Linked DNA regions of Sus scrofa: regions 1, 2, 3, 4, 5 and 6 are each linked to region 7. A link is a contact called in public Hi-C and HiChIP or PLAC-seq data. All regions are on one chromosome and are shown on one strand. Each heading gives the region's core, a stretch centred on a gene start, on an enhancer-like site or on the middle of the called end of the contact. The rest is flanking DNA. Distances are from core to core; before and after follow the strand shown. Region 1 holds the start of LOC100626048 (vomeronasal type-1 receptor 4). Region 2 holds the start of LOC100624467 (zinc finger protein 347). Region 3 holds the start of ZNF615 (zinc finger protein 615). Region 4 holds the start of ZNF432 (zinc finger protein 432). Region 5 holds the start of ZNF614 (zinc finger protein 614). Region 6 holds the start of LOC100517161 (zinc finger protein 84-like). Region 7 holds the start of LOC110261292 (zinc finger protein OZF-like).

What was found. Hi-C and Micro-C count contacts between places; a contact is called where the count stands out from the background. HiChIP or PLAC-seq counts read pairs in DNA pulled down with a chosen protein or histone mark.
Region 1: a contact with region 7 is called in a Hi-C map of liver, with 7 times the contacts expected there. The contact joins the promoter of LOC100626048 here to the promoter of LOC110261292 in region 7. A contact is called at or near these places in 3 of 47 Hi-C or Micro-C datasets (epiblast stem cells, heart right ventricle and liver).
Region 2: an H3K27ac HiChIP or PLAC-seq map of alveolar macrophages shows a contact between it and region 7. The contact joins the promoter of LOC100624467 here to the promoter of LOC110261292 in region 7. A contact is called at or near these places in 1 of 47 Hi-C or Micro-C datasets (heart right ventricle) and 1 of 2 datasets of contacts at active chromatin or transcription factors (alveolar macrophages).
Region 3: a contact with region 7 is called in a Hi-C map of embryonic fibroblasts, with 1.5 times the contacts expected there. The contact joins the promoter of ZNF615 here to the promoter of LOC110261292 in region 7. A contact is called at or near these places in 2 of 47 Hi-C or Micro-C datasets (embryonic fibroblasts and heart right ventricle).
Region 4: a Hi-C map of alveolar macrophages shows a contact between it and region 7, with 2.8 times the contacts expected there. The contact joins the promoter of ZNF432 here to the promoter of LOC110261292 in region 7. A contact is called at or near these places in 2 of 47 Hi-C or Micro-C datasets (alveolar macrophages and retroperitoneal adipose tissue).
Region 5: a contact with region 7 is called in a Hi-C map of liver, with 5 times the contacts expected there. The contact joins the promoter of ZNF614 here to the promoter of LOC110261292 in region 7. A contact is called at or near these places in 2 of 5 promoter capture datasets (fetal liver and liver) and 3 of 47 Hi-C or Micro-C datasets (heart right ventricle, liver and retroperitoneal adipose tissue).
Region 6: a contact with region 7 is called in a Hi-C map of liver, with 7 times the contacts expected there. The contact joins the promoter of LOC100517161 here to the promoter of LOC110261292 in region 7. A contact is called at or near these places in 1 of 5 promoter capture datasets (liver) and 2 of 47 Hi-C or Micro-C datasets (heart right ventricle and liver).

Annotation. Positions count from the first base shown.
Region 1 is chr6:58,015,888-58,018,587 of Sscrofa11.1, reverse strand. LOC100626048 (vomeronasal type-1 receptor 4) reads left to right here and starts at 1,326. Exons shown (of 5, transcript XM_013998724.2): 1 at 1,326-2,633.
Region 2 is chr6:57,257,152-57,259,851 of Sscrofa11.1, reverse strand. LOC100624467 (zinc finger protein 347) reads left to right here and starts at 1,307. Exons shown (of 4, transcript XM_021097261.1): 1 at 1,307-1,810. LOC110261368 reads right to left here and starts at 2,455. Exons shown (of 3, transcript XM_021097569.1): 1 at 2,374-2,455; 2 at 1,275-1,861. The coding sequence starts at 2,455.
Region 3 is chr6:58,077,648-58,080,347 of Sscrofa11.1, reverse strand. ZNF615 (zinc finger protein 615) reads left to right here and starts at 1,291. Exons shown (of 7, transcript XM_005653321.3): 1 at 1,291-1,460. The coding sequence starts at 1,410.
Region 4 is chr6:58,151,263-58,153,962 of Sscrofa11.1, reverse strand. ZNF432 (zinc finger protein 432) reads left to right here and starts at 1,272. Exons shown (of 5, transcript XM_021094922.1): 1 at 1,272-1,399.
Region 5 is chr6:58,133,560-58,136,259 of Sscrofa11.1, reverse strand. It overlaps ZNF614 (zinc finger protein 614), which reads left to right and starts at 1,317. Exons shown (of 3, transcript XM_021097260.1): 1 at 1,317-1,703.
Region 6 is chr6:58,187,764-58,190,463 of Sscrofa11.1, reverse strand. It overlaps LOC100517161 (zinc finger protein 84-like), which reads right to left and starts at 1,343. Exons shown (of 5, transcript XR_002344783.1): 1 at 920-1,343. LOC100625971 (zinc finger protein 613) reads left to right here and starts at 1,353. Exons shown (of 9, transcript XM_013995152.2): 1 at 1,353-1,555; 2 at 2,093-2,172.
Region 7 is chr6:57,723,295-57,725,994 of Sscrofa11.1, reverse strand. It overlaps LOC110261292 (zinc finger protein OZF-like), which reads left to right and starts at 1,263. Exons shown (of 4, transcript XM_021097266.1): 1 at 1,263-1,304.

The DNA of each region.
Region 1 (2,700 bases), core at 77-2,576, 290 kb before region 7:
CCCAGAATTGACAGTGCAACCTGTTTGGTGTCAGAGAGCTTTAACTGATGATAAAGAGACAAAGCAGACAAGGACAATGATGCCTAGCATAAATAAAGCCAAAGCAAAACCAGAGCCTTAGTCTTTGAGAACGGTGGAGAGCTGGAGGAGGTGAGATCTTTCTGGAATGTCTTGGAGATGAAACCTGAATTTTGTCCACAGGCCTAACATCTGTGAAGAGTTGCCGTTTAAGGATCCCGGCTCCTCTGTGACCGGCTGCATTGAGACAGGTGACTTCTGTTGAATTCATTTCTTCCTACTGGCCTCGAAGTGGGGTCTTCGCTCTCTCCTGTACCCCTTTTTCTTTCCCGTGATCCCATGAGGACGTGAGATCCCAGCTACAGTGAGTCCCATCCATAGGAAAGGAAACGGGAATTTGCCATGCTATGGCCAACCCAGAATTCAGTTGAAATCCTGGCTGTGGGTGATGTACTCCTCCAGGAATATTTTAATGCACCATCACTGCGCAAGTCACTGAGTCACACATCGAGGCAACATCAGTGAACAGGCAGGGGAACAGCTTTTATGGTGGTCCGTACAATCCAGTGAAGGAAAACAAGAGTAAGTAGATCCTAAAATGTCCAGGAAATGATAAAAGCTATGAGGAGAAATAAAATCTAGGAATAGATAGAAATTTAGGGTAATCTCTAGGTAGGAACGGAGGAGATTTCCCTCTCCTCAAGGAAGGGCTTTTCAGGATATAATCTGGGCCAAGACGGAAGTACTGAGGGACTCACCCATCATAATATTTGAAACCAGGACTTCCCGTTGTGGCTCAGTGGTTAACAAATCCGACCAGGAACCATGAGGTTGCGGGTTCGATCCCTGGCCTTGCTCAGTGGGTTAAGAATCCGGCGTTGCCATGAGCTGTGGTGTAGGTCGCAGATGCGGCTCGGATCCCATGTTGCTATGGCTCTGGCGTAGGCTGGCGGCTACAGCTCCGATTCGACCCCTAGCCTGGGAACCTCCACATGCCATGGGAGCGGGCCAAGAAAAGGCAAAAAGACAAAAAAAAAAAAAAAAAAAATTGAAATCAGAGAATATTTCAGGACTATTTCTATGATTGTCTATGACATGCTTCCTGCCTAGGAGAAATTTATTAAAAAAATTTTTTTTTTCCTCTTTAGAGCCACACAGGCAGCATATGGAGGGTCCCAGGCTAGGGGCTGATTCAGAGCTGCAGCTGCCAGCCTACACCACAGCCACAGCCATGCCAGATCCAAGTCTGTCTGTGACCTACGCCACAGCTCTTGGCAACGCTGGATCCTAACCCACCAAGGGAGGCCAGGGATGGAACCAGCACTCTCATGGATACTAGTGAGGGTCTGAGCCACACAACAGGAACTCCCTAATTGGCTTTTTGACGGCTATAGACTGCTCTGCTGAAAGGATGTGTTTAAATTACCGTACTATTCATCTGCTGATTGAACATTCAGGTTATTCCTAGTTTTAAAAAATTTCACCAAAATTTTTTGTGGTTAATATAGAAAGTTTGCTTTTGACAAAGATTCTTAACATTGGACTATCTAGACCAACAAGAATGAAAAATTTAAATTATAATTCTAAATTGACCTCTAGAAAGGAAGTACAAAAACAAAACAAAAAATAAAAAGGACTTATAGATTATATCCTCTACTACCCCCTTGGATGCATCAAATGACGGCTAATGTTTCTTAAATGTGTTTATTTTGAGAATGATGCCAATCTAATAGCATGGCCATCTCTTAATTACTCTGAAATACCCCTTATTTTTTTAAGGAAATATTTGCATATATTTGAAGCTTCACTCCTCCCCTTTCCCTAGAGAGGTAGCCACATTCCCAGGCCTGTGGCCCTTGCTCTTCACAAAGTCAGAGTCTCAGCATCGCCCCACCCCTCAATAGGTCTGTAACCAACAGACCTGTTGAGACTTGCGGTACTCATCCCCGTCCCCGCTCTACTTCATTGCCAAATTTCACCAGGACTTAAAGTCACAAGCGTTTTTTCACACTGTCTGGTCGCTGCTTTTACAACTTGTGTCGGCTCCTGCAAACTTCGATGATGGGCCAACGGCTCGTCTTAACACTGGCTCTTGGCAGCGGGGTTGGGGCTGCTCTCTGCCGTACGGAACTGTACTTCCTGTAAAATGGCCGCCTCCATGATGCTTTCTCATCACTGCGCGCGGGCGCCGCCATCTCTCCGTTTTGTCCAAAAGACGAAACAGACTCCGGCCTGCGCCGCCACGGCCTTGGATAGGGTCCAGCCTTTAAAAGATCATTCATCAAAGTGCTGCTGATCAACAATGAGGAGGGAAAGGCGAGGAGGTGGCCAAAAGTGATTTCAACTCCTGTTCCGAGCCGTAGCCTCCATAGGTACCGCTTCCGCCATGATCGCTGAGATGGGCGTGGTCACGTTACGTCATAGAGGTGGGCGCGAGCCCCGAACTCCAGCACCCCGAAACCGTCTGAGGACGCACCGGACCAGAAGCGTCCCTAGCGACAGGGAGAGAGGGGGCTTGGGCGCCACAGCACAGGAAATCATTTGGCATGGGAATCATTTTGGAAGCGATTTCAGTCTTTGGTAGCTGCCCGGAGTCTTGAGAATCCCAGCATCAGGTGGGTCAGCGTCTGCACGTGTGTCCAGAGTGAGGGGCCTGTGAGGCCAGTGAGAGGCCTTCTGGGG
Region 2 (2,700 bases), core at 58-2,557, 470 kb after region 7:
GGCACAACATTGTAAATCAGCTATACTTTAATTTTAAAAAGCTGTGCTGTTCTGAAAACAAGAAATAATTCTTTCTTCCATTATCGTTTTCCATTTTTTCTTTTTAATTCATTGTTCAGAAGAAAATATTTTTGTCTTAAAATCAAAATTATATTAAAAATACTATATAAGTATCCATATTACAATCTTCATTCTCAAGCATTTACTTTTCTTCAATAAGATGCCTTTCCTAAGTATTTTAAAAAAATTATGCAGTTAGATAAAAATTTTTTTTTTGCTTTTTTATTGTGTCTGTATGCAATGTTGGACACTAAACTTACTGCAGTAATCATTTCAATACATAGAAGTCAGAACATTATGCTGTAAACCTTAAACTCATACAGTGATATGCGTCAGAGACGCTGAAATATAACTCGGGGAAAATGTGATCTTAAGAGGTAAATAAAACCCTTTAGAAAAAAACCCACTGCAATCCACAGCAATTTTTTAAAATGCACTGCTATTTTTTTTTGGCCATGCCCACAGCGTGCCTACGCTCCCCACCAGGGATTGAACCCATGCCACAGCCACAACCAGAGCCACAGCAGGAACAATGAGATATCCTTAACTTGCTGTGCCACCAGGAAACTGCCCCCCCCCTTTATTGCTATTTTTAAAGCGATGTTTAATAACAAAGTATCAGATGGCTTCATTCTCCTGCGTCAGACCCCAGGTTTTGTTCTTGAGTCTCTGGCACTGAGAGCTTGTTGCGTTTGCCCCCCACCCCATGGCTGAATGAGGCGGGGAAAGGAAAAGCTGTTTTGTACGGTTTCAGCATGAAATAACCCGTTCTACCCAGGGAGGGTTTCATATTTCTCATTCTACTTTGTGATACAGAGAAAATTCCAGCTCTTGTTTCCGTAGCAGGCTTATATTAATTCTAATTGCAGAAAATGTTCCCACAGCCAGGCACTGCCCCAGAGCAGCCACCTGGACCAACGTTCCCAACCGCTGAATTGCTTGAGCCGCAGAAGCAGGACGTGTGAGCAAACTGCTGGCAAAATAGCCTTTTTTTTTTTTTTTTTTTTATGGCCTCACCCGCGGCAGATGGAAGTTCCCAGCCAGGGACTGAATCCAAGCCACAGCTGCGACCTATGCCACAGCTGCGGCAACCCACTGCGTCACAGCAGGAACTCCCAAAATAGCTTTTTAATTCAAACCGGTTTGAACTTGTTTAGGAGGAAACGTCTTAGATTCCATGACATCAGTGGTCCACACAAGTAGAAGTTTTTTACCTTAAAAGCAGCCGTGGCAGGAGTTGTGCGGCGGCGCCGCCGAGGCAAGGATCCCGGCTGGCTCTGCCGCAGCGCGGGACCCGGGCCAGGCGCAGTGGGCCCGGGAGTCGCTGTTCTCCGAGGCTGCCTGGGCTGCCCGCCAGGCGCAGCGGGGGGAAGGCTCCCACGGCCGCAGCTGTGGTGTAGGTCGCAGCTGCGGCTCTTATTCGCCCTGCCCCCGAGCGGGAATTTCCATATGCCGCAGGTGCGGCGGGGAAAAAAAAGAAAGAAAGAAAGAAAAACAAACAAAAGCAGTTTCAAAGTCCGCAGAAGCGCGCTCCCCGGCCAGCGCCGGGGCCCCTCGCCCCCGCGCACATCTGGTCTCCCTCCTCCCCCGCCACCCCCGCCCCGGACCCTCCGGCCCGCAGCGCTCAGCGCAGGCCCCGCCCGGAAGCCCCGCCCCTGGCGCTCGGCAGGCGCCTTTTTTCCGGAAGCGGAAGCAGGAGCGGGAGCAGCCGCGGACAGCAGGGAGTGAAGGGAAGGTCCGGCTGGACGGGGTAAGTTTCTCCTTTCTTGTGTAAATGTGTGTTCGCGGTGCGCCTTCCTCCCTCCTCAGGGTGTGGGAGTGACTTCAGGCCTAAGATCCCAGCGCCCGGGCCCCCGCCCCTAGTAGATCCAGATGTTGCCGTTCCTGGTCGGGTTATCTTTTCTTTGGTGTGTGCACTCGCTCTGAGGCTGGTCCCTGCCCTTGGCTTTTCTGCCTTCGGTCCACGTAGAGGCTGTCTTTCTTTCGCTGGGTTCTTTTTCATAAAACCCCGCACTACCTCTGCGGGTCCCCCCCCCCCCGCGCCGGGGTAAACCCCTCTTTCAAGAGGTGGGTTCGGAGCCCCCCCCCGCACCCCCAGACTTTCTGCCCCGCCCCTGGAGGGCAGCTCCAGCCGCCCGGCTCCCGGAGAGTCCGCGTCCTCGCCCTGGTCCTGGGATTCGGGAACCCGCCCTCTCCTGAGACACCCTCCGTCCAGCCCCTCTGTCCTCGCGGCTCCTCAGGCCGGTCCTTCTGTCCCGCAGGCCTCCCCTGCGGAGTCAACCCTTCCCCGCACCCCGCGAAAGGGGAGGTGACCTGGGCCACCGTGTGACGCCCAGTGTTCTACGGTCCCAAATTCCACCCCGCTGGAAAATGTGTTTTTCCAGTAGGCGGGCATTTTATTCAGTCACCATCTCGGTAAATACGTGGGCGATGCGGATCAGGAGAAGCAGAGACAGAAAGCGACTGAGACAAAAATAGAAAACTGAAAAGGAGGAAAGAATGAGGGAAAACCAATGGGGACTTAGAGGATGGGTGAGGGACTTGTAAAGAGGCAGTAAAATGGAATAGATTTAGCTTTGAAAGTCGCAGGTGAATAAAATAGAGAAGTGAGTAAAAAAGCCAGATCTGCAGGAATTGGAA
Region 3 (2,700 bases), core at 42-2,541, 350 kb before region 7:
AATAACAACATATTCAATTATGCTCAGTTTACATTATGATCCTCTTATTATCCAAAATCTTACATTCTTACCACAAGATTTGTTGTGCTATTTTTCTTGTATGTCCCAGACATCCTCACTTATTTTTAATCCTAGGTAGTTTATAATTTTGCAGTTGTAGGGATTTTTTGTTTGTTTGTGTGCGTGTTTGTTTTTTAGGGCCGCACACATGGCATATGCAAGTTCCCACGCTAGGGGTTGAATCGGAGCTACAGCTGCCAACCTACACAGCCTCAGCAATGCAAGATTGTTGCGAGACATGTTTTTATAATATTTTCTTAGCCTCTTTGCTGAAAACTCCATCTTGTCCGTCCTTACTTTGTCCCGTCTTCCTGCTTGAGAAACAGTCAGGGTGATGGTAAATGACTTAAGCTTAAGAACAAAGATCTAAAGGCATGGGTTATTCGCGGGGTCAGCAAAAGTAACTGGATAGTTGTTTTATTATTGTTGGATTTTGATAACTCTTTATAAATGCTGAATATAAGTCCTTTATCAGATGTTAAATATGTAAATATTTTCTCCTAATCTCTGGCGCTACTCATTACTTTCTTAAAGTTGTGTTTAGAAATACAAAGGTTTGGAGTTCCAGTGATGGCGCAGCGGAAACAAATCTGACTAGGAACCATGAGGTTGCAGGTTCGATCCCTGGCCTCACTCAATGGGTTGAGGATCTGGCATTGCCATGAGCTGTGGGATGTCCATTTACTGAATGCATTGCCTTTTCTTTTTCCAGGAGTTCCTTCTCTGCTGCTATACCAACCGCTGAACTTTTGGTCCATTGCAAACCTGCCTCTCTCGGTTTAAAATACACACTGTAAAATAAAGCCCATGGCAATATTCCTTTTCTGCCCAGTCCGCAAAACGAAGTTTAGGTAACTCCACATTTGCTTCACAAACCTTGAGTCTCTAAAAATCTGCTAATTTCTGAAGAGTCGAAGTGCCAGGAAATTAGATAAATTCAGCGGCGTCTTGCCTTCCCTGCCATCCCTGACTCTGGGAACCCAAACCCACCCCTTGGCCTTCCGTACGTCAGGCGTCCCAACATGGCCGCTCACTGGGTCCTCTGCAACTTGGGCGCGGACATATTGCCTCACTAAGAGCTGCCGGAAATCCGGTCTTCCGCGTTTCCCCAAACGCTTCAGACCCTCTTCGGCCGCCATAGGCGGACGAAAACACTGGGGAGACGGAGTAGAAATTGTTCTTGAAAGCGTTACCTTTAGACTCTCGTGGGAGGGAGAAAGTCCGGTCAGTGTGTGCATTTGTCCCGTGAAGTTTTGTGTGTTTTTTGTCCCATAGGAGGTGACGTCACGCCCACTGGTTGGACGTGGTGTAGTGTGGACAGAGTTATTGGAGGGTTTGGGGAAAGCGCCATGGTGAAGGTGTTTGAGAGGAGCGAGGAGAGCGTCTGCCGCGTCAGTCAGGTTGGGGTACCTTGGGCGGTGGTCGTTAAAACGATTAAGAATTTGCAGAGATCATGGACTGTGTCTCCACTCTCAGGGTCTGGGCGTCTTTGCAGGTCGCTCTGTTAAGGATGCAGGTGGCATTTATGATGATCACGGTTCAGGTTGAGGTTCGGGAACGGGGCTCAGTGATATTCGTGCCGTGGTTGATGGTTTTCACATGGGGGTGTCTGTCCCAGGTTTCGTATTAATGATGAGATGTGCAGTCACTGTCTCTGGTACAGAGAGGCTTGTTAGAGCTGAAGCTATGGACGCCTAGGATTTCTGACTGGTGGTTTGACAAGTTCCAACCTGGGCGGATGGGTGGGAAGACGTTACAGTCCGGAGGAGTTTGAAACGACGTTTTTTCGCTTTTTATTCAGGGGTTGAGTAACTGCAGAGAGTTACTAATCCTGCCAAGCCAATCTCTTGTGTTTCTCTTTGTCTGCTTTCGCCCTGCAAAGGCAGAATTGGGTCCTTGTGACAGATTTTTAAATTTTTTAAAGTTTTTATAGTTTTTTTTGGCCGTGCCTGCGGCATGGGAAAGTTCCTGGGCCAGGGATGGAATCCAAGCCACAGCAGTGACAACGTAGGATCCTTAACCCGCTGAGCCACCGGCGAACTCCCTTTGTGACAGATCTTAACCCTCAAAGGAGAAATATATACTATCTATCCCTTTGTAGAAAACGTTTGCTAATGCCTGCCTTCACCCACTTAACATACAGCAGCGTTCACTTGCTTATTTGCCTGACACACATTCACACTTTCTTACTTGCTAATAGAATCTCTATTTTATTTATTCGTCTAGCCTTCTGGCAGGATATATGGCAATACTAATCAGTCATAGTTAATTATAGTGGTTCCAGTTGCCATTGCTAGTGATCAAATTAGTATGAAATGAGCTTAGGTTTTTTTTTAATCTTTTTAGGGCCGCCCCCGCAGCATATGGAGATTCCCAGTCCAGGGGTAGGATTGGGCATGTAGCTGCTGGCCTACGCCAAAGTCACAGCAACGCTGGATCCTTAACCCACTGAGCAAGGTCAGGGATTGAACCTGTGTCCTCATGGCTGCTAGTCAGATTTGTTTCCGCTGAGCCGCGACGGAAACTGTGAAATGAGCTTAAGTATATGGTGCAGTTCTAGCCAGCAATCTACGTAAAAATCTGCTGGGGGATTTGTGGGGGTAACATTACTTTTACAGAAGTAATTCTTTGAATCTCTTT
Region 4 (2,700 bases), core at 23-2,522, 430 kb before region 7:
ATGAGGGGGAGCAGGGCTAGAAATGGTTAGTAGGCTTGTAAATGTCTGGCAAAGACTTCTTGATGATGTGAAGACGACGCATGGGGACTGTGAGAAAACTAGCTCTCTGAGGTCATTTTTTGCACAGGACTGTTCGTATTAGTGCCATCTGCAGTATTCAAAAAACTGGAAACCACTCAAAGGTCCACCAGCTGGTGAATGATTCATCTCATTTTGGAGTATCCAACACTGGGATACTAAGCAACAAAAAAGTCTGAACCACTGTCGCTTTAAAGCTGATGCTTTTTAAAAACATTCCTGCTATGTGAAAGAAGCCAGCACATATTGCTCATTTTATTTTTATTTATTTTCATTTCCCTGTCCCCCGGGGATTTGGAGTCCGAGAGCCAGGGATCAGATCCCAGCCACTGTTGCATCTTAAGCTGCAGTTGTGGACAAACCTGTGTCCCCGCACTCCCAAGAGGTGGCCAGTCCCCATGCGGCACAGCAGGAGCTGCACATACTACTAATTTTATGGAAAGAACGCAGACTGATCTATAATGGCACAAGGCAGTTCAGTGCTAGAAGGTAGCATGTTTTGCATTTGGGCAGGGTGAGGACCAAGGTTGAGTAAAGGCTCACAACGTCCACTGTTTCTGCTCACTTTGTGATCGCTGCATCCCCCGTACTATCACTTTTTCAAACCTCGGGTCTTCCCCTCACACTTTCGCCCGCCAGTTCGCAGCAAGCATTTGCTCTGCGGTACGGACAATTTCCTCCAAGATGGCCGCGCCCATGATGCTCCAGTTTAACGGCGCAAACCGTAAAGGACACACTGCGCCACCGTCTTTTTTTTTTTTTTTTTTTTTGTCGCGTATACGATAGTTTTTATAGAGCCTTCTTTTTCGAAATTAACCAGTGATGGAGATGTCCAGAGGTAGTTTTAATTTTTGACCGAGCAGAGACGTCCCAGCCGTCTGAGGATGTACGCCGCGCCCTTTTGGTCGTGGTGGGCTTCGGTCTTAGAAAAATTTGCGCCCTTCACAGTCCCCTTACAGCTAGCAACACCTGTCCATTCAAACGACTCTACCCCCACGTCATGTTTGTATTGTGTGAACTCGAGCCTCTGATAATCTCCCCGTTTTCCGTGAAGGGCTGAAGTGCCGGGAAACTGGAGAGTTCCAGCCACGGCCCCTGACAGTCTGGCTCGGCTTTCTGTACGTCAGGTGTGCAAAGATGGCGGCCCCCTCAGGGCTCCTAAGCAACGGCGGCGGCGCGCGTATATTACCTCATAAAGAAAAGCCGGAAACTCCCAATCCGTTCACCATAGAAACGCGATAGAAACGCTGTTGACCCGTGTCCGTTGGTCTCGGGAGAGGGGGCTGGGCGAGAGGACCAGAAGTGAAAGAAGTTTAGCGAAGTAAGTTAGGCCCGGAAGAGGTCGCTGCAGGTTCAGGAGAGAACCAGGTCGGTGTGAGGGTCGGTCTGTAGAATAGGCGGGGACGGGGACGGTCTGTTGGCCTTTCGGTGGGTTGTGGCTCTTCTGAGTCCGTGAAGGTAGCTTGGGGATGGTGGTTTTTTGGCTTTGGTTTTTTGGGGTTTTTCGTTTTTTTGGAAAGGAACAGGGAAGAGTCTGTGCTGGATGTTGTGATCGGGGCGTCTTTGGGGTCCATCAAAGGGGACTCTGGTGGTTAACGATTAAACGTCTGAACAGATGAAGCTGTCCTGAGGTCAGCGTTCAGGGTCTTCACGGGCCACTCTCCCTGCAGGTGACTGACACCTGGTTGGAGGGGCGGGGGGCGCTTGTCGAATGATTGCGGCTTCTTGTTCAGGGTCTCGAAGAATTTGGAGCCCGAAGGTCGAAGAACCGTTAAGGAGGTCCGCGTGCGCGTGTATCAGGTCTGGTTTGGTCTTAATCCGGTGGGGCGGTTATCACCGTCTTTTGTGCCGAGAGGTGGGACAGCAGAAGGTCTGGAGGCTGGGGAGTCCTGGTAGGTGCGTACGTTGAGCTCAGACTTTGGCAGCTGGGACAGACTTGAAGGTTAGTTAACATTTCTTAAAAGCTTCAGGTCCAAGTCTCTTTCTTCACCAGCACCCATTTTTCTCCTCCCTTTTGGCTCCCTCTATCACCCATTCTTTTGAATCCAAAGAAATGAAGAAAGTTTGGGGGAAGATGAACGATTTTGCATATTTAAATATAGTAAGCTTTTAAATTAGATTTCTATTGTAAATTGACTGATTTCATTTCAGCTTCTATATGCGAATATATAAAGGCTGCTGTTTTCCCAGTGCGTGTGTGTGTGTGTGGTGTGTGTGTGTGTGTACACACATATTTGTCTTTTTAGGGCCGCAACCTTGGCATATGGAGGTTCCCAGGCTAGGGGTCAAATTGGAGCTGTAGCTGCCCACCTACACCACAGCTCACAGCAATGCCAGGTCCTTAACCCACTAAGCAAGGCCAGAGATCAAACCTGCAACCTCATGGTTCCTAGTCAGATTTGTTTCCACTGTGCTACAATGAGAACTCCTCTTTGTGTGTGTGTGTGTGTGTGTGTGTGAGTGATCGTGGTTCTCATATTGAAGTGTGCATATAAACAGGGTGTACGAGCATTTTTTTAAAGGAGGTATGAGAGCAACAAAGTTTAAAGGAAAAATTTATACTTCCTCATTGCCCTTATGACCTCATTTCTATAATTTTTCTGAAAATTACCTGCCACTGAA
Region 5 (2,700 bases), core at 68-2,567, 410 kb before region 7:
CACAGCCAAAAAAAGGGAGCATATTTTAATATTTAATCCAGTTTAAAGTGGTGAGTTCTGCTTTTAGCAAAAAAAAAAAAAAAAAAAAAAAAAAAAATCCCATATAGTGTTGTGGCACTATTCAATCCCCAGCTCTGTGCTGAGTAATTCATTCCTTTAAAAAATGTTTTTATTTTATTTTTTATTTTTGTCTTTTGTCTTTTTAGGGTCTCACCCTCGGCATATGGCGGTTCACAGGCTAGGGGTCTAATAAGAGTTGTAGCCACCAGCCTACACCACAGCCACAGCAATGCCAGATCCTTAACCCATTGAACAAGGCCAGGGATCAAACCTCATGGTTCCTAGTTGGATTTGTTTCCGCTGCACCACAATGGGAACTCCTAAAAATGTTTTGGATCCAGCTGGATGCAGCTCGGATCCAGTGTTGCTGTGTTTGTGGGTTAGCCCTCATATGCATCTCGGATTCGACCCCTAGCCTGGGAACTTCCATATGCCGATGTTCAGCTCTTAAAAAAAAAAAAAATAAAATGTTTTTTGAGCATTATTTTGCCAGGCTCTGCTTTTGTCTCTGGAGAGACTTCAGTGAACAAACAAGCAAAGTCATGGGCTTCATGGAACGTAAAGTCTCGTGAAGCCTCCTGAGTAAAACAGGAGAATGTCAGTTCTGAAAAATGCTATGGAGAAATTTTAAGCCTAGTATATGGGCTGTAATGGAGGAGCTTCATTTATTTTTGGAAGGAAACCCAGACATACACTTGCACCTTCACTTCATCACCCTGCCCACTAGAGGTTGCTCTGTATCCACTCCCATGTGGGTATTAGCATTTTTATCCAACTCTGCCTGGGCTTCGCCTTTTCTTTTTTCTTCTTCTTCTTTTTTTTTTTTTTTTTTTTTTTTTTTTGCTACACCCATGTGGCCTGCGGAAGTTCCCAGGCCAGGGATCGAACCTGCGCCACAGCAGCGACCTGAGCCACAGCAGTGATACCAGATCCTTAACCTGCTGAGCCACAACAGGAACTCAGCCTTCACCTCTTCAGTGGCTGTCTTGCTTCCTTCCCAAAGACCTTACCCACTCCACACACAACTGCTCTCTCCCCAAACCTAAGATTTTTAGTGACCACTGCTTTTATCAACTCTGCGGCCGCTGCCTTTCCAGTGATGTCTCGGCTTCTACCTTTTAAAATCTTTCCAGGTCTCCTAGGATCTGAGCCCTTTTCTGCCGTACAGACATGAGTCTTGTTCCAAGATGGCCGCGCCCATGGTACTCCATAGCGCTTCCGATCTGAAGTACACAAAGGGCGTCGCCATCTTTCTTGGTTCCCCAGCAGGCTGAACGAGCCATGTTGGCCTTGGAGAGGCATCTGCCTCCGAAATCTTACATTTAGTACATCACTGCTGACTGTCCCTCGCAACCAGGAGGTGAAAGCTTTGAGGCGGTCAGGAACGATTTCTCCCCACAGCCGTGATGGCCCCGCCCATCCAAACGTCAATGTGGGCGGGGCCGTGTTACGTCACAGAGCGGAGCCCGCAGTTGGAACTCGGAAACCCCGGCAACGCGCCAAGGTTCTCGTGGGATTCCCCGGTCCCAGGTGGTCAGCGTCTCTAGGGACCGCAAAGGAGGGCGTCCGGACAGAAAGTGGTTTTCTGGTCGTGGGCTCAGCCTTTCGTCGCTCCCAGTGGTACCTGAAGAGGTTGAGATTAGGTGAGTTGGATTCTGGGCTTGGATTCGTGGTCTGTGGGGTTCTATGAAGCTGAGCGTGTGTAAAAGACCGTAGTTTGGATTTTATTTAGATTCAGCCCCTGAGCGTTTGTGATGGAGCCTTTAGTAATCAGTGATTAAGAGTCTGAAGAAATCGTCGGCCGAGAGTCCGATTGGCACTATTTGAGGTCTACTTGGATCACTCTGCTTAAGAGACTCAGTGGTTGAAAAAGCGGTGGAAAGTTTGAACGCGGTGTCTGGTCTGGGTTCCAGATGTAACGTGGGACTCTGTTGAAGTCCGGGTTAGCGGGATGTCCTTGTTGGTTTCTTGGGCATGTCTGGAGTTTAATGTGGCATTTAATATAGGACTCAGTCAAGAGACTTGTGCCTGGCGCGCTCACTATTTGGGGAGGTTCAGGGCCCCCTGGAGAATCTGTAGGCTGGCTTAGGATCAGACTTTGAATGCGGGGAAACAGGCTTGAGGGCTGCATTTCTCCAGTTCATTCAAATACAATTCTCTCCTTCAAGTCTGCCCTCAAGGACTTGACTAAAAATTTTTTTTCTCTCTCACACTGCCGCGTTCAGCGCTGCAGGGCAACGGGGAAATCCTGGACTGTGGGGTCTAACAAAACACACGAGACTCTTTTACAGAAAGAAAGTGGGGGACCAGGAGGCCCTCCGTTCCACAGAACAGAGGCGCCTAGGCTTTAGTCCTCATGACTTGTATTAGGGAAGGTGACGTAGGTTCCTGAGCAAAATCAGGTGCAGGCAATGACAAAGCCATCTCTGAGTGAATAACAGAGGAAACGACTAGCAGCTAGTGACAGGTGCATCCCTCCAGGGCATCGTGCAGCTGCTCCTGGTTCATGTATGACTCCCTTATCTTGCGTTTGAAGGAGACCCTGTACCTGAGAACTCTGCGTCAGCAGTCCTTAGCTTGCTGTGCTTTTGCATGTGCGCCAAGTTTGCCTTCTGCAGAGTTCAGCAGTTCCGTGGTCTC
Region 6 (2,700 bases), core at 94-2,593, 460 kb before region 7:
AAGGGAACCCCCAGTGATATCATATATTTGCCTTTCTCTGACATAAATCATGACTTCTAACAGATTATCATCAGCATACCCAGACCCAAACTCAGATTCCCATGATTCTCAGTGACCACTGGAGACCCTCAAAGACAAGAAACAAAACTGCCCCAAGAACTAACCTACCCACAAGGACACCCCACTCACTGACCATCTGGAATGATGCCCCAGTCGCTGACCCGCATCCCCTACCTATGTCCCAAACACTCACCTAAGCCAAGGACATTAAAAAACACCAAACTGCCAGTCAAAGCGGTGTCAATCACTTACCTCCCACCATGGGCATTCCCATTAGTGAATTTTCCAGAGAGCTCTCAATCACTCACTTATACCCCAAGGATTCCCCAGTCGCTGACCTTCCTCCAGGGATTCGCCAATCGCTGACATCCCTCTAAGGCTTCCAAAGCAGATCTTCCCCCAGAAGACCTTTTCAGGCTCAGACACGCCCTCAAAGAAACCTCAATTCCTGACTTCCTACAGGGACAACCCAATCACTGATGTCCTGTCATTCACCCCCAATCAATAATCTTCCCCCCAAAGATGCTCCTGTTACTGACCTCTTCACCCAAGTGCATCCCAGTCACTGACCCACTCCCTAGGTCGTGGCAAACACTGATTTGCCTCCAATGCCACCCAGCCACTGACTTCTCCCACAAAGAGTAACCCCACGCCAACTCCAATCTTTCCCAATATCCTGACCCTCTGCAGGCCATCCTCATTTCTGACCATCCCGCTTCCTGAACCATGGAATGCATCCCCTGTCCTACAAGGGCTCGCTCCTCTCACCGACTCCCCGTAGCCCTCCCCTACCTCAAAGCTCGTATCTCCGCAAAGCTCAAACTACTTCTGCTCCCAGAACGCGAAACTGAGACCCTACCCCCCAAGTAGATCCTTCGTGCACCAGCTGATTCACAAACTTAGCTGTTCCTCCTCGGAAATCGAGTTTAGCTTCCGTAGCATTCGAGTCTGTAGGCCGCCAACCTTCGATCGACGAAGATTCCCTTTAGCTTTCACGTCTTTTAGACAAAGACACTGTGACAGAGTATGGCAGCGCCCTGGCGGTGGGAACCGCCATCTTGGAAGATCTGCCGTACAACCACTTTTCCTGCCCCCCAAAACTTGTCGGCTTAACGCCAATCGCAATGTCGCACAGGGCAGTGCGCGTGCTCTAGCCCATCTCCGGGGAGACCCGGGTCTCAACCCAGAAAGGCGCCGCAACCCCAAAGATGTCCACTTCCACTTTGTCTCTTCTACGTACCAAGCTACACAACCACAGTGGGCGCGGCCATCTTAAAAAAGGTGCGCACATCCTTAAGGGAAAAGGAAGCGACCTTTAGGGAGTTGGGAGCCCGTGGAGTGGTTTCCAGGAATGCTTTTCCAGAACAGCGTAGGGTTTGGAGAAGTCAGGGTGGTACCAGGGAGGTAGCATGTCCCACTGTGGGCCCAGAGTAAACAAATTTTGTTAAAGGAAAAGACTGGTGGTGAAAGTTTGGTGACACCTCCAGGGAGAAAGGTGAGAGCGCTGTTGGGAGGATAGAGCTGATAGCGAGGGAGGGGTTTTGTTTCTGACCTGACTGAGGTGGAGGGTGGTCAAATGGGGAGGAATAGAGGGCCAGAAACTCTTGGTAGAAATTTCTGTGCAGACTTTATTTCAATTCAATTTTTTTTTTTTTTTGGTCTTTTTTTCTTTTCTAGGGCCGCACCTGCGGCATATGGAGGTTCCCAGGCTAGGGGTCTAATCAGAGCTGTAGCCGCCTACCTACACCACAGCCACAGCAATGCCAGCTGCAAGCCATCTCCGTGACCTACACCACATCTCACTGGCAACGCTGGATCCTTAACCCACTGAGCGAGGCCAGGGATCGAACCCGCAACCTCAGGGTTCCTAGTTGGATTCCTTAACCACTGTGCCACGATGGGAACTCCCCAATTCAGTCATTTTTACATGCTTTTTCTAGTGAAGAAATTAGTAGAATTGGAATTACTGAAATTAGTAGAACTTTCATTCAATGAGAATGAAAACTTTTAATTGGATTGATTTTTTTTCCAGGTTGTTGTGCAAAAATGTTCTATTAATGAATACATTTTACCGGCTGTTATCCATCCTCCCCCAAGAACTCCAACTGAAAAGTAAGAGCTAATTTTTATTAAGTGTATACACATTTTTTTTTGAATGAGGGACTATTTCAAACATAATAGTAACATGATCTTAATATTCTGAAAGCTATTGATGGTGGACATAAGTATTACCCTTATTTTAGATTGGGGGTGGTGGGGTGCTGATTCTGTCAGAGTGCCTGTTTCCTAACCACCTCATCAATCTTTTAATCTTTGCACATGCTAAGGGTGAATAAACATTTTATAAGTTGTGTATTTATTTTCTATGTTAGGTTGGTTATCTTTTTCTTAATCATATTGCGGCTGTTTATATCAATTCAACTTCCATTCTCCCCATCCTAGAGCAACCGCTATCTTACTTTCGGTCTCTATAGATTTGCCTATTCTGGGTATTTTATATGTTCAGTCATATGATAGGTGGTTTTTGTAACTGGCTTCTTTCACTTAGCATAATGCTTTCAAGGTTCATCCATGTGGTACCATGATTCTGTACTTCATTCCTTTTCATTGAGAATGTATACATTGTGAATGTATAGCGCT
Region 7 (2,700 bases), core at 14-2,513:
TTCTTCTTCTTGGTTGGTAGTTGAAAGGCCAGTAAAAGAACAATCCCCTCGTCCGGGCTCGAAGAGCGACACCCCAAATCACTCACGAGAAGCGGTCTTGATGCAAACAGCAAGAGGATTTTATTCCAAGCGCGCTGGGGCCCACAGTCGTACACCACGCAGGGGTAGAGGACTGCGGCCCCGAGTGCGGAATCGGGACAGCTTTTATGGGGTTCACAACAAAGCCTGTGCGTCACAAACCAATCATTTTAAAATATCGAGAGCCCGCGCTCCGTGGACCAATCATTTTAAAATATCGAGAGCCCGCGCTCCGTGGACCAATCATTTTAAAATATCGAGAGCCCGCGCTCCGTGGACCAATCATTTTAAAATAGCTCCGGAGGTCCGCATCTGCGTGGGCTCCTGGGCAGAGTGACAGATTGCAGTTGAGATAGGTCACTAGGGCTGTCAATGTGTAATCAATTCTTCTATGGTGCCAGTCAGTTTTACAGAATCCAGATAAGCGATTAGTCAACTCATTTCCTGTTATCTTACTTAGGCCAGGATAGCAGGCCCTGGAACAATAGGAAGTGTGACCTTCTACCTATTTACTGGCAGCCAGCAGGGTCTGGAATTCGGGGGCATTTAGAGCTTTTTATTAACTTCCTGGGTTCTGGGAGGGTTAGGTTGCATTTTCATCCTTTCATTGTGAGGTATAGGGAGGCGCTCCAGGAATCTTGAGCTCAGCCTAAAATTAACATCCTCCACCTAGGTGTGGGTTTAGTTCCCATAGAATAACTCAGAGATAATTCAGGAGCACCCAGGATCCTGCTTTAATCACTGCATGCACCGTTGTTGCTTGATTGCTCCTCCTTCGTTTCTGCATTCCCTTACTTCCTGATTAGCAACTATGTGACTCTGACTTTTGATACTCAAGGAGAGTCTAGGAGGCTGAAGCCTATTTCCCACAAACAGGAAGAGGGACATAAGAAAGGATTTGTACCGGGGAGAGTGACGGATCCTGCGTGGTTTCAACAGTGTCTTAAAATAAGCAGGAAGCAACAGGGTTGCACAGAAGAAACAGACAAGCACTTTCAAATCCTGAAAACCAGAGGCACCGGGAGAGTGCAGCCCTAGCCCCGCCCCCCGATCTGGCCCCGCCCCCGATCTGGCCCCGCCCGGGTCCGCTCTCTTTTACGTCTCTACGTCCCTCCCAGCCCAGGCCCCGCCTCCACGTCGCCCCGCCTCTCTCCTCCACGCTCACTGCGCAGTTTCCTGCAGACCCGGAAGCGGTTCCCGCGGAGCGAGGGTCACCCTACGAGAGCGTGAGTTTCATCTTTCTTGTTTAAACCGGTGTTTGCGGTACCCTGTCCCCCGTATCTGGGTCCGAGGCTCCTACTGATCCTAAAATCCCGGCCTTCGTCCAGCAGACGAAGTAAATGCAGGCGTCGCCGTGCGAGGCGGGAGGGGGAGGGGCTGCGGCTTCGCTTTCCTGTGGAAATCCGCGAGCGGATCCCTGCCCCTCGCGCCCCCTTGCCTCGGCGTCTCCGCCCCTGGAGGGCCGCGAGCCCACCGCCCCGCTGCAGGAGAGGCTCCGTCCTGCTTCTGGCCCCGGGATTCTGGAGAGCCCGCTCCGTTCCAGAAACACACCCACTTTCCTTCACCTCGCACACTCCACAGCCGGGATGTTCTGGTTCCCAGGCCCCTCGTTTTTAGTCTCTGTCTCTCCTCACCTTGCAGTTGGGGAAAAAAGCTAAAACGGGCCTGTCTTGAGACACTCAGAATTTTTCTGCCCCAAATTCTACCCCACTCGATAACGTGCTCTGTTACTGTGGAATTAATAAACGGGCATCTAATCCTTTCTGTTGACTAAACAGGTATCACCTAGAAGTTGAGAATTATGTTTTATTTGGCAGATAAAACTGAGGACTTGGGGTTGGTAGATGCACACTATTGCATTTAGAATGGATAAGCGGTGAGGTCCTACTGTACAGCACAAGGGAACTATAGGCTTTTGGATAAGAACATGGTAGAAGATAATATGAGAAAAAGAGCGTGTGTGTATGCATGGTTCACTTTATTGTACAGCAGCAGTTGGCACAACATTGTAAATCAACTTACAATCAAAAAACCAAAACTGCGGACTTAAGCCCAGCCACAGCCTCTCTGAGGGACTGCTCCCAAGAGGTGAAGGAGGAGCCGAGGGTGTATAGGAGTTTTGCAAAAACAAAACGAAAAAAGCCACAACAACAATCCAGTTAGTTGGCGCATCCAAAGATTCGTGTTGGAGTTCCCATCGTGGCTCAGCGGAAACGAATCTGACTAGGAACCATGAGGACAAAGGTTTGATCCCTGACCTCACTCAGTGGGTGAAGGGTCCTGCATTCCCCTGAGAGGTGGTGTAGTCTTGCAGACGCGGCTTCAGTCTGTCGTTGCTGTGGTTGTGGTGTAGGCCAGCGGCTATAACCCCTAGCCTGGGAACCTCCGTATGCTGCGGGTGTGGCACTTAAAAAAAAAAAAAAAGTTAAGTGTTAAAGAAAACCAGAAATGTCAAGTTAATGAATTTACTGCTTTTCAGTGTATGGGAAGGTGGTAAAGTCTGGGCTCTTGGAAATCCTTCCTTGGATGTGCACCTTGACTGTCCAAGGCCAGCATTCTGCTTTTCTCCATCCTGAGTCCCCTCAGAGTGCACAGTCCCAAGTGAGGCAGGGTGGGGAGGCT